Linked DNA regions of Mus musculus: regions 2 and 3 are each linked to region 1. A link is a contact called in public Hi-C data. All regions are on one chromosome and are shown on one strand. Each heading gives the region's core, a stretch centred on a gene start, on an enhancer-like site or on the middle of the called end of the contact. The rest is flanking DNA. Distances are from core to core; before and after follow the strand shown.

Region 1 (3,176 bases), core at 457-2,956:
TCTCATTCCGCTGCCAGGGACTGGGTCCCTAGTGCGACACAGAGAAGGCTAGGGTATTTATGCTTCATGTACATCTCTGATGGATGTTCCAGAGGGAGCTCAAAAAGTCACTGGTGCTCTGCTTAAGGTCCCCAACCTCCAGACAAGGTTCCCCTCTCCTGTTGGCCTTCACCTCAACCTTGGATGCTGGCAGGGAGCTCAGAGAATCAGCTCCAACAACAAGCAGCTTCCTGCTTCCGCATTTGAGGGTTTCCGCCAAATGTTTTTCCTCACCTGAGTTTCGATATGGCCTTTGGGGTCAGAGGTGGCTGCCAAGGTTACCCACCTCCCCATCCTCACTGGCAGGGAGTCGTGCCCAAGTTCATAGTGGATGAAAAGATAGGTTCCTAGATAGCCCCCTCTCTGCTAAAACTCTTAAAATGTTGTTTGTTTGTTTGTTTTTAACTTTCAGTTTTGTTTTGTTTTTTGTTTTTTTTGTCCCAGCCCAAAGGCATTAGCTTTTGATGGCTACGAGGCACCTGACATGCTGGAGACGGACAAAGCCACCTCTGAGCACGAACATTTGAAATTATTAAGTGTTCATTAAAGCACCCCCGGGCGCACAGTGCTCTTAGGGATGTTAGCGTCTCAATTTTCTATAATTTCCTTATTTTTCTCTTCTAGCTAAAGGCAGATGAAAAACGAACTCGGTGCATTTGAGTCTCTGAATCATAGTTAATGTGCGACGCCCCCTCCCTTAACTGCGCTGTTTCCCTCTGCCTCCTCCAGTCTCCTTCCCTATCAATTGGATAAACTTCTTAATCCGTTTAACCCCTACTCTGACTGCCACTCGGGAAATGCATGCAAAGACCCCCGACCAGCTCTCTCTACACCCTGACTCGCTTTGGGCAGGGGTCTGCGGGCTGGGAGCTGTAGAAAAATCGAGAAGACTGCAGCACTGCATCCCCGGCGCCGGCAGGAACTCGGGGGCAGCTGTCTGGCAGGTGGCTGCAGGCTGGGGTGCAGAGCAGACCCTACGCAGCCACCCACGACCCCCAGCCCCATCGCTAGGCTTCCGGGGGGACTAGGGAGCTGCGGCTGTGCATGGACTGTTCTGGAAAAACACCAAGCTCCAATCCCCCTCCCATCCGCCCTCCTGTGACTCTGGTCTTACATGAGCAGAGAGGGAACAACAGCTAAAAGCTGTTTTTCTCTTTCCCTTTCTTTTTATTTTTTTGACAACAACCTCACATAACCTCAAAAAGTTACCCATGAATTTACCAAAAACTTTTTATGAAACTACTTTAACCTCTGGTGGGGGTTAAAAACAAGCTCTGTGGATTTATTATCCGGGGGAAAAAAAAAAAAGCGAAGCATGACTCTGTATTTGCTGGAAAATCGTCTACCAAGCTTCAACGGCGCCCCCTACAGCTGCCTGCGAGGAATAGCCAGCGCCGACTGCAGCAGGAGCTGCAGGCTGCCCAGGACCTGGCAGGACCTGATCCCCGGCGGGTGATTGGACCCCCTCCACTGCACCCCGGGTCTGCTCCGAACCCGGACACCTTGCTGGGTCTTAGTTTATATTTTTTGAAGTTCAAATGGCTAAACCAGGAGCAGGCTAATCGCCAGCAGGGTTTGTACTGCCAGCCTCGGCTGGACCCCTGCAGAGCAGGCGAAGCTTACAGTCTGAGCACGCAGGCGACCCTTGCTTGTTTGTTCCTTTTTGCTGCTTTCACGTAAATGCCACCCAGATGTACTGAAGGAAGAATGATGACCCCCAGAGGAATAAGGACAGGAGTATAGGCAGGGGCCTCGTAGGAGGCTGAGACCCAGAGAAGCTGAGCATTGCAGAGAGCAGGGTGAGAGATGGGAAAAGAGAAGACCGGGGGATGGGGTGAGGGTCCCTGTGAGAAGGAACGTGGATATGGTCAGCAACCACCCTCCCAACTTCAAAACACCCCAGCTCTCCCTCAGAACCGTGTTTTTAGGAAGCACATGGAAGGAAAGAAAGAAAGAAAAAGAAAAAGAAAAAAAAAGCCGTTCAGAAAAACAAATGTAAATCAGAGACAGAGGAGCGGGCGCTGCAGCCTGCCCAGAAGAGGCAGTAGCATGCGGCACTCAGATTCTCTGGTCCCTCACACCTGAGTCCTGCTGCTAAGGACTGAGCTTTGCTTCAGAACTGAGAGAGAAAGAAAGAGGGAGGGAGGGAGGGAGGGAGGGAGGAAGGAAGGAAGGAAGGAAGGAAGGAAGGAAGGAAGGAAGGAAGGAAGGAAGGAAGGACAAAACCCAACAAAACAAAACAAAACAAAACAAAACAAAACAAAACAAAACAAATGCAAAAACCAAACTATCATCCGGGTAATCTTAGCTCCTATACAGGGAGAAAGCCAGCTCTGGTCTCTATGAGAAAAATCTAGAATTTGACAGTAAATAGATCTTCCAGTGTTTACATGATGGTAATTCAAACTCTCTCTCTCTCTCTCTCTCTCTCTCTCTCTCTCTCTGTCTCTGTCTCTGTCTCTCTCTCTCTGTCTCTCTCTCTCTCTGTCTCTCTCTCTGTCTCTCTCTCTCTCTCACACACACACACACACACACTACTGTCAGAGATCTTTATTAAGGGGGGGGGGGCTCACTGCCGTTTCTCTTTGTCATCTAACACCCACACATTCAGCATCTGGCTTAGGAGAGCCAAATGCCAAACGCAGTTTGTCTGTATCCTCTTTTGGGACTCACCGGTTGGATTTGAGGGGAAAATTCCTTTTCTTTCTCCCTTCTGGTCCTGGAGACTATAGGAAGACAGCTGCTTCTCCACACCCCCAACTCCCTAGAAGTCCCGTGGGGAATGTGGTGGCACTTGGGGGAGGTGGGCTTTCTATTCTTATCCCAGAAAGGTCTGTACCCGTCCCCTCCTGATAGGTATGTGTCCTTTCTTCCCAGCTTCTCACTGAACCGGGTCCATTTCGAGTTTGTCACTTGCATCCAAAGTTACATTTGTGATTTGGGGGCATCTTTCCCAAGATGGAATTTCTGGGTATCCCGTATCTCCCAAACCCCCTTGCCCTGACCCAGCCTAGGCTTCTTCCTGCCCTTCTGACGGTAGAGCCTGGTGTTCTGATGCCTCTAGTGGTGGACTCCAGTATAGCACCCTGTTGCTTTAGCAGAACACACGGGCATTCCTACTTTGTCCACTAGCTATT
Region 2 (3,176 bases), core at 483-2,982, 880 kb before region 1:
TTGTTCTTTGATACATGTTTGCTTTTTCTAGCCAAAGAAACTGGGAAAGGCAGGTTTTTTATTTGTTTGTTTGTTTGTTTGTTTGTTTTTCTGTTTTCTGTGGTGCTTAGAATCAAACACAGGCCTTTGTCTGGTCTAGCACATGACTTTGTGCATATTTAAAGGGTTAAAATCTTCCATCTGCTATCTGGCTGCATGCTCTTGCTCACTTCCTCTATGGAAGCCATGGACAACAGGATGCTGTGCGCTATCTAACACTAGGGTTCGATTCACAGCCCATATCATTCTCAGTATGATAATTCTGCTCCTGGTTGTCGCTGACTCCAAGGGGTTGAATGTTTGGTTCTTCTCTGGCTCTAGCTGGACACAACTCCTTAATTTACACACTTAGAAGCACTGCAAAGATGCCCTGTGCCCAGCCCTTCTGCTCTTCTGTTGTTGTAAGCTGGCCAGGCAGCCAGTTCTCTAAGCCCAGACCTGTGACACATGAGCTTGCTTCTGAGCCTTATCCTGACCACCTACGAATTCAGCTCTCCAAGGCCTACTGTCAGGGAGGAGCTACTACCTATCCATCCCAGCCTCAGTCTCACTCCCATCTTGCTGGCCACATTCTCTTCTCCCTTTCTACTTAGCCTAGAACTTCTGAAGGAAGTGGAGGGAGAGGAACAGAGCCCTGACCCTCTTCAGCTCAGAGTCTGAAAGCCGGACTCCCTCCTGAGGTGTCTTGCATTTCTTTTAACAAACAAGACCTCCTTTGCTTGTTACTTCTCCCCTTAGTCTAAGAGATTTAAAAGGTACCCCAGGACTAAGATATCAATTATTAAATGCCCCCTAGGAAGGGCAACACACTGGGAGGAGGCCCCCCTCAACAAGTCTGCACAGTGTTGTTGGTTTTCTAATTGGGGGCTGGATGGCCTAGAGCCCTCTGCCAGTCACCTGCTGTGGGGCAGGCCTTCAGGGCCAGGGCAGGAGGCTTGACCGACCTATGGCTCTTTCAAGGGGTTCAGGACCTCTCGGTCCCTTGGGGTGCCTGGGACAGTGTCAGGTCCCGTGGCCTCCTGATCTGAGACAGGAGTTACCCTCGATGCTCTAAAACCAACTACCCCAAGAGAGCCAAGTGTCCTCCAGGTCTTATGTCTGCGTTTGGCTCCGTCCATTCTTTCTGAAAAAGCAGTATGGAGAGTGCTTAAAGCCAGTGTGTGCCTTGTAGATACTTAATAGCCCATCCTGAGCCTCCAGACAGGATGCGGGCGGCATTTACCCATTCAGCCAGTGTTTGGTAAGCTCCCGCCTGCAGGGCCAGGTGACACTGCAAGCGGGAGGCCCAGCAGGGGCCCTGACAGGAGGTCTGCTGTTCTGGAGATCCAAGTGAATAAACAGGATGTTGTTGATAAATGTGTGATGGAGATGTAGGGGGCGACAACCCAGCTGAGCAGGGGCTGAAGGAGCCGGAAGGAGTGGGCTGAGCTCTGTGAGAAAACAGAGATGACCACAGAATGGCTGGCATGGAGGAGGGGGCTGCCTGGACTATAGGAGAGTCCTCCAGTGTGGACGGATGATTTCTGCCCTTTGTGGAAGTGGGTCTTCCATCTCTTCAGGTGACTAGCTCTGAGCAGACGGGAGGTGGACGGCTGCCACCCGAAGCCCACCTCTGTAAGTGGGAACAACCCCTGCCCCCAGCCCTCATCAGTGACTAATGGCCCTGCACCAGCCCCTGCCAGGGCCCTAATGCAATTCCACCTGCGTCAGAGGCTCCAGCCAGAGCCTGAGTCACCCTGGCTCCCAGGAGAGGACACACGGAGAGGCCGAGCGAGCGTCAGCAGCACACACACACACACACACACACACACACACACACACACACACACACACACACACACACACTGCTTCTTTGCTCGGTGGTACCGCTGGGAGATTAAACACATTCGCTTAGAGAAAAGCAAAGAAACAACGGCCTCTGCTAGGCAGAGTCTGGTAGCTAACGGGCCTCCGAGAGCTGTGTACAATCTAAACTTTTTATTAAAAAGAAAAAAAGCTCTTTTGCTCTCCTGGGACTTGCACTGTGAAATTATCAACCGCACGGGCTTTGCCTCCCTGTCAACGTGACTGCACACACAGTGGAGAACATTAATTTTGTTTTGTTTTTTCACAGCCGAGACTAGGCTCTTCCCTTCTGCCAAGGAGAATGCTTCTGGGTCTCTCTCTCTGCCAGGGTGGCAAGGCCTGGGGGTTTCGAGGCCCTGGCCTCTGCCCACCACTTCTCTCCTCACTAAAAGAGGCTTTCTTCTGTCAGCTCTCTCCATAGTGGGCATAGCGAACGAAGCCCAGCCCGGAAGCACCCTCTGATTTAGCGTATGTAACCAGGTAGCACAGGACCTGCTGAGCCATTCCAAATGACCTTCCCTGTTACAGCAAGAAGCCCCCACATTCCTCCTAGAACGCCCTGACCTCTGTCCCCAGCCGGGATCTAGCTGACCCAAGCCTCTGCTTACTGTGAAGCCCTGTGCCAAGCCCCTCTCTGTGCCCACATGTCTCCATATGGAAGCTACAGAGAAACTGCTTCAGTCTTTCCCACCAGGGAGGCCACAAGTGGCCTTTGGCTTTCACCAGTCCCTGTATCCTCAAGAGTCACCTATGTTCTCAGGCCCTTTCCACCCGGCCCCAGGCATTTCTGAGCCCACCGGGAAGATGCTGAGATGGGGTTACATTGTCTAGAAGATAGACATGAATGAATTAAAAGCCCTTCTAACACTGATCAACATGTGGCCATGGTGGGTGGAAGAGAGGGGGGGGGGTGATGTTTTGGGGGGAGGCACTAATGCTAGTCTTCTTGAGGAGATAGTATTCAGTCTGAGACTTGAATGAAAGTGCCGAGGGAGGACATGTGGCAGAGATCCCCAGCCAGCCCCCTTCTGCAATCAAGAAACAGAGAGGCAGACACATCTGGGGTGTAGGGAGCCTTGGCTGGACGCTGCTGCAGACAGCCAGAGCTTCGGTGCTCCGTATAGGAGGCACAATGGAGGGATGAGGGAGGGGGTATTGGGAGTACGCAGCAGGCTGGGCTTCACCCCTGCTTTGTTCCTCTCTCCTCTCTCCCACATGTCTTTTCTTTGGAACTATAGTCCCGTTGGTTGACTTTAATAACCAGTGAGAACATTTTTCAGGCTGTTTAACTT
Region 3 (3,176 bases), core at 341-2,840, 740 kb before region 1:
TGAGCAGGCAAGCAGGCAGGCAGACGTGGACTTGAGCAGTTCAGCTCATTGTGGGGTATGGGGTAAGACACATGAGAACACTGACCTTGCAGCATGATGAGACTGCTAGAGACTTGGTATTGACTCCTTTGGACTCAGTAGGCTTTATAATCTGTGCTCACTGGAATTCCAAACCATGTCAAGTATTGGAGGCCCCCTGTGTTATTTGTATGAGAAACAGGGTCCCACATGGAACCCCCCCCCCCTTTTTTTAAAGACAGGTTGTCAAATAGCCCAGGTTGGCCTCTAAATCACTGTGTGGAGAAGACGACCTTGAACTTCTGATCCTCCTGTCTCCACCTTCTGAGGTTATAGATGTGGGCTACCAGGCCTGCTTCATGCACTGCTGGGGTCTTACGATGCTAGGAAAGCACTAAGCTACACCCTCGAGTCCGGAAGGGCATCTGGAGGATGCCTACTTAAGCTTGTCCCATGCCCCTCCTTAGCTTGTGGGATCCCCTAACACATCAAACAAATTAAAACGAGGCCGCACTTTAAGGAAAATTTGTTTTCAGTAAAGATATTTAAGAGAACTTTAATGATTTCTCTTTTTAAATGATCTGGCTGTGGGTAATTTATGATAGTCTCAATTACCTGTGATTTACCCCACAACCAATAGGCATCTTCAGATTCCCCGTGCCTGTTTTCTCAAATGTAATGAAACTTTATGATTCCTCTATCAGGAAGGAAGGCTGCGTGCCAAGGAGACGGCTCTGCTGCTCTTGGCAGGCGTTTAATGAAGCATGTGTTAATTTTGATTTTGCAGCTTTCTTGTCGAATAGCAGAGCCGATCACTTCACTTCACGTTGAACACAATTGCATGGACGCCAGAAAAACACACGCCCGAGACCCTGAAGGGGAGCCTTTCTTTACCACCAGGTCCTGGGGGGTGGGGGTGGGGGCATTCCAGAAGCTGCAGGGCCATCTCAGTGCTGCAGGGAGGGCTGGCTGTCAGTTGGAACAGCATCTAGTTTCCTCTTTCTTAGTTTTTATAGCGGTAAAAATTAAGTCTCAACATCTGGAGCCCCACATGTGTGATGTGCAAACACCCAGCTCCAGTGCGCACGGCCTTCATTCCTTATTTCTTGATTAATTTATTGGGCATCGCCACTTTGCTTCTCTGTTACAGCAAAGAAGCTTAATTGCTTGGAGGAGAAAGGGTGGGGGTCAGGGGGGGGAACAATGAGAAATTAAGCATAATTGGGTGACATTTCCTGACAGATTCTAACACAGGGCCCCAAATGAGAGTCCCACTCCCTTATGCCTAGCACAGGTCTCTTTTCTTCACAACCTGAGGCCACTGGCCTCCCAGACTTGTATGGTAATATCTGGAGACATAAAAGGGAAGAGGCAATTAAAGATGGACACGTGCAGCTTCAGGGCTGACGTTATCGATGGCTTTGTGATCAATAGCGCTATTTTTATTTGGATTGCTGGGTGAGAATGAGCCATGGCCACAAAATTTAGAGAGCCCTACAGAGGCTCTGTAAACGTGCCGTAACTCGGTGTCAGGCCGGAATCACGGCTGATTTAAAGGCTGGGGGCGTCGGAGCGAGGAGGGGTTTCCATCACTGTATGCCCAGGAGAGGAGCTGCATCTGCCGGCTTCCAGGCCCCAGGTGGAGCAGAGCTGCTGTTTATAACAGAATTTGGCCGTGGGTGAATTTTAATCTTGGGAGCCACTGATTGCTTTAGGGCTGAGCTGGGAGAGTCGGGCCTAGCTGGCCTTTGTTCCCAGAGCACTACCAAGGACTGCAACAGCCCCTGCACCCTGGGTTTTGCTACTTCTGTTGTTTCCTGTTATTTATCTTGAGTGGATACAATGTATTTTGGTCATGTTCACCCCTTGCCCTGTCTTATCCATTCCCTGTGCTCTCTGTACACTTCCGGTTTCTTCGCAACGCCCCCAACCCCACTTCCGTGTCTACTTTTCTCCCCTTTCTGTGTCCTGCTGAGTTGAATCAGGATGTCTGCATGAGCGTAGCAAAGGGGATTACTGGGGTATGGACAATTTACCAGTCGCTATCTTGCTGAAGAAAAATGGCCTCTCCTCCACCAGCAGCCATCAGTTGCCCCATAGTTCCTTGACTAGGAGTGCTCCACACGTGTCCCCCCTCCAACACTAATGTCCTAATGTTCTCGTGGGAGAGGTCTGAAAGGGAAGACACAATAGCTAGGAGCTCTGGATAGCTGTCCTCTCTAGGGAAGCCGCCTTCTATTAATGTCATATTTCCTGGGCGCTAATGACAGAAAGAGGCACAGTGTATGTGAGCTAGACCCCCCCCCCCCTCCAGCTTCTACACTCTGCTCTTGACTCTGGCTTTTGCGTTAGCTCTGGTCAGCCAATACATTCATTGCTTCCTATACACCGAAAGTAAAGTCTATATGGAGAGGAACTGCCAGCGTATAAACACCAGGTCCCAGACTTATGGTTAATAAATAATACATAACTGGAAGACTGATATCTACTTAACCAACGTTTCATATAGACTGCCTTGTGGGATACTATTTCAGATACACTGGGTTTCATTAAATATATGAGTAAAATTACTTTTCTGTTTTTACTTTATGGTTTTTGCCTTTGCTATTTTAAAAAGGTGTTAAAAATTTAAAATACAATATGTGTAGGGTTTTTTTTTTTTCATTTTTGTTATAAGGCACAGGTCTACAGGAATAAAGGAGGAACAGGGATGTAAGACAAAGTGTTTCAGGTCAACCAGCATGCTAGTGGCAGGTCCTTTTGGGCGCTAACAACATGACCACCCAAAATGGGCATCTCTGTGTGGATCCTGTCTCGTATTGGTGCTATATCAGCAGACTCTGGCCGAATTCTTAATCCAGCTCTGTGTCCCTGTCTTAGTCACCAAAGGCTTGTATGGCTTTCCCAGGGGATGATATTCTTGGTTTGGTACTCTGGCACACTGTGGTTGATATGGGAGAGGCACGGCAGCCTCCTTCCTAATGCTTATTTAATTATATTTAATTAGGAATCTTGTCATCTTTTTGCCTGCAATTGGTCTCCCGAGACCATCTGCTGCAAAGAGTTTTGAAAAATCTAAACTTTATTTCTTGCCATCGATCTGTGTCGCTAATGGGTTTGAGGAGAAATGATGTCATCTGTCCTTTGAGCTTGGAGCA

Evidence for each region. A called contact is a pair of places that touch in the nucleus more often than the background predicts.
Region 2: a Hi-C map of the N1E-115 cell line shows a contact between it and region 1, with 4 times the contacts expected there. The contact joins two enhancer-like sites. A contact is called at or near these places in 1 of 484 Hi-C or Micro-C datasets (the N1E-115 cell line), 1 of 115 datasets of contacts at active chromatin or transcription factors (astrocytes) and 1 of 9 other capture datasets (embryonic stem cells).
Region 3: a Hi-C map of the N1E-115 cell line shows a contact between it and region 1, with 4 times the contacts expected there. The contact joins two enhancer-like sites. A contact is called at or near these places in 1 of 484 Hi-C or Micro-C datasets (the N1E-115 cell line) and 1 of 9 other capture datasets (embryonic stem cells).

The regions. Positions count from the first base shown.
Region 1 is chr2:174,672,760-174,675,935 of GRCm38.p6, forward strand. The region is part of intron 3 of Zfp831 (zinc finger protein 831); the gene reads left to right. Among named protein-coding and RNA genes, the nearest start is that of Zfp831, 31 kb to the left of the region's middle. Within about 2 kb of position 1,707, at least 147 of the 459 cell types and tissues checked have an H3K27ac peak or open chromatin away from gene starts, as enhancers often do. A contact at or near this core is called in the N1E-115 cell line, where this site is marked.
Region 2 is chr2:173,788,694-173,791,869 of GRCm38.p6, forward strand. It overlaps the pseudogene Gm14371. Among named protein-coding and RNA genes, the nearest start is that of Vapb, 53 kb to the left of the region's middle. Within about 2 kb of position 1,733, at least 109 of the 459 cell types and tissues checked have an H3K27ac peak or open chromatin away from gene starts, as enhancers often do. A contact at or near this core is called in the N1E-115 cell line, where this site is marked.
Region 3 is chr2:173,936,966-173,940,141 of GRCm38.p6, forward strand. No RefSeq gene overlaps it. Among named protein-coding and RNA genes, the nearest start is that of Gm30017, 64 kb to the left of the region's middle. Within about 2 kb of position 1,591, at least 14 of the 459 cell types and tissues checked have an H3K27ac peak or open chromatin away from gene starts, as enhancers often do. A contact at or near this core is called in the N1E-115 cell line, where this site is marked.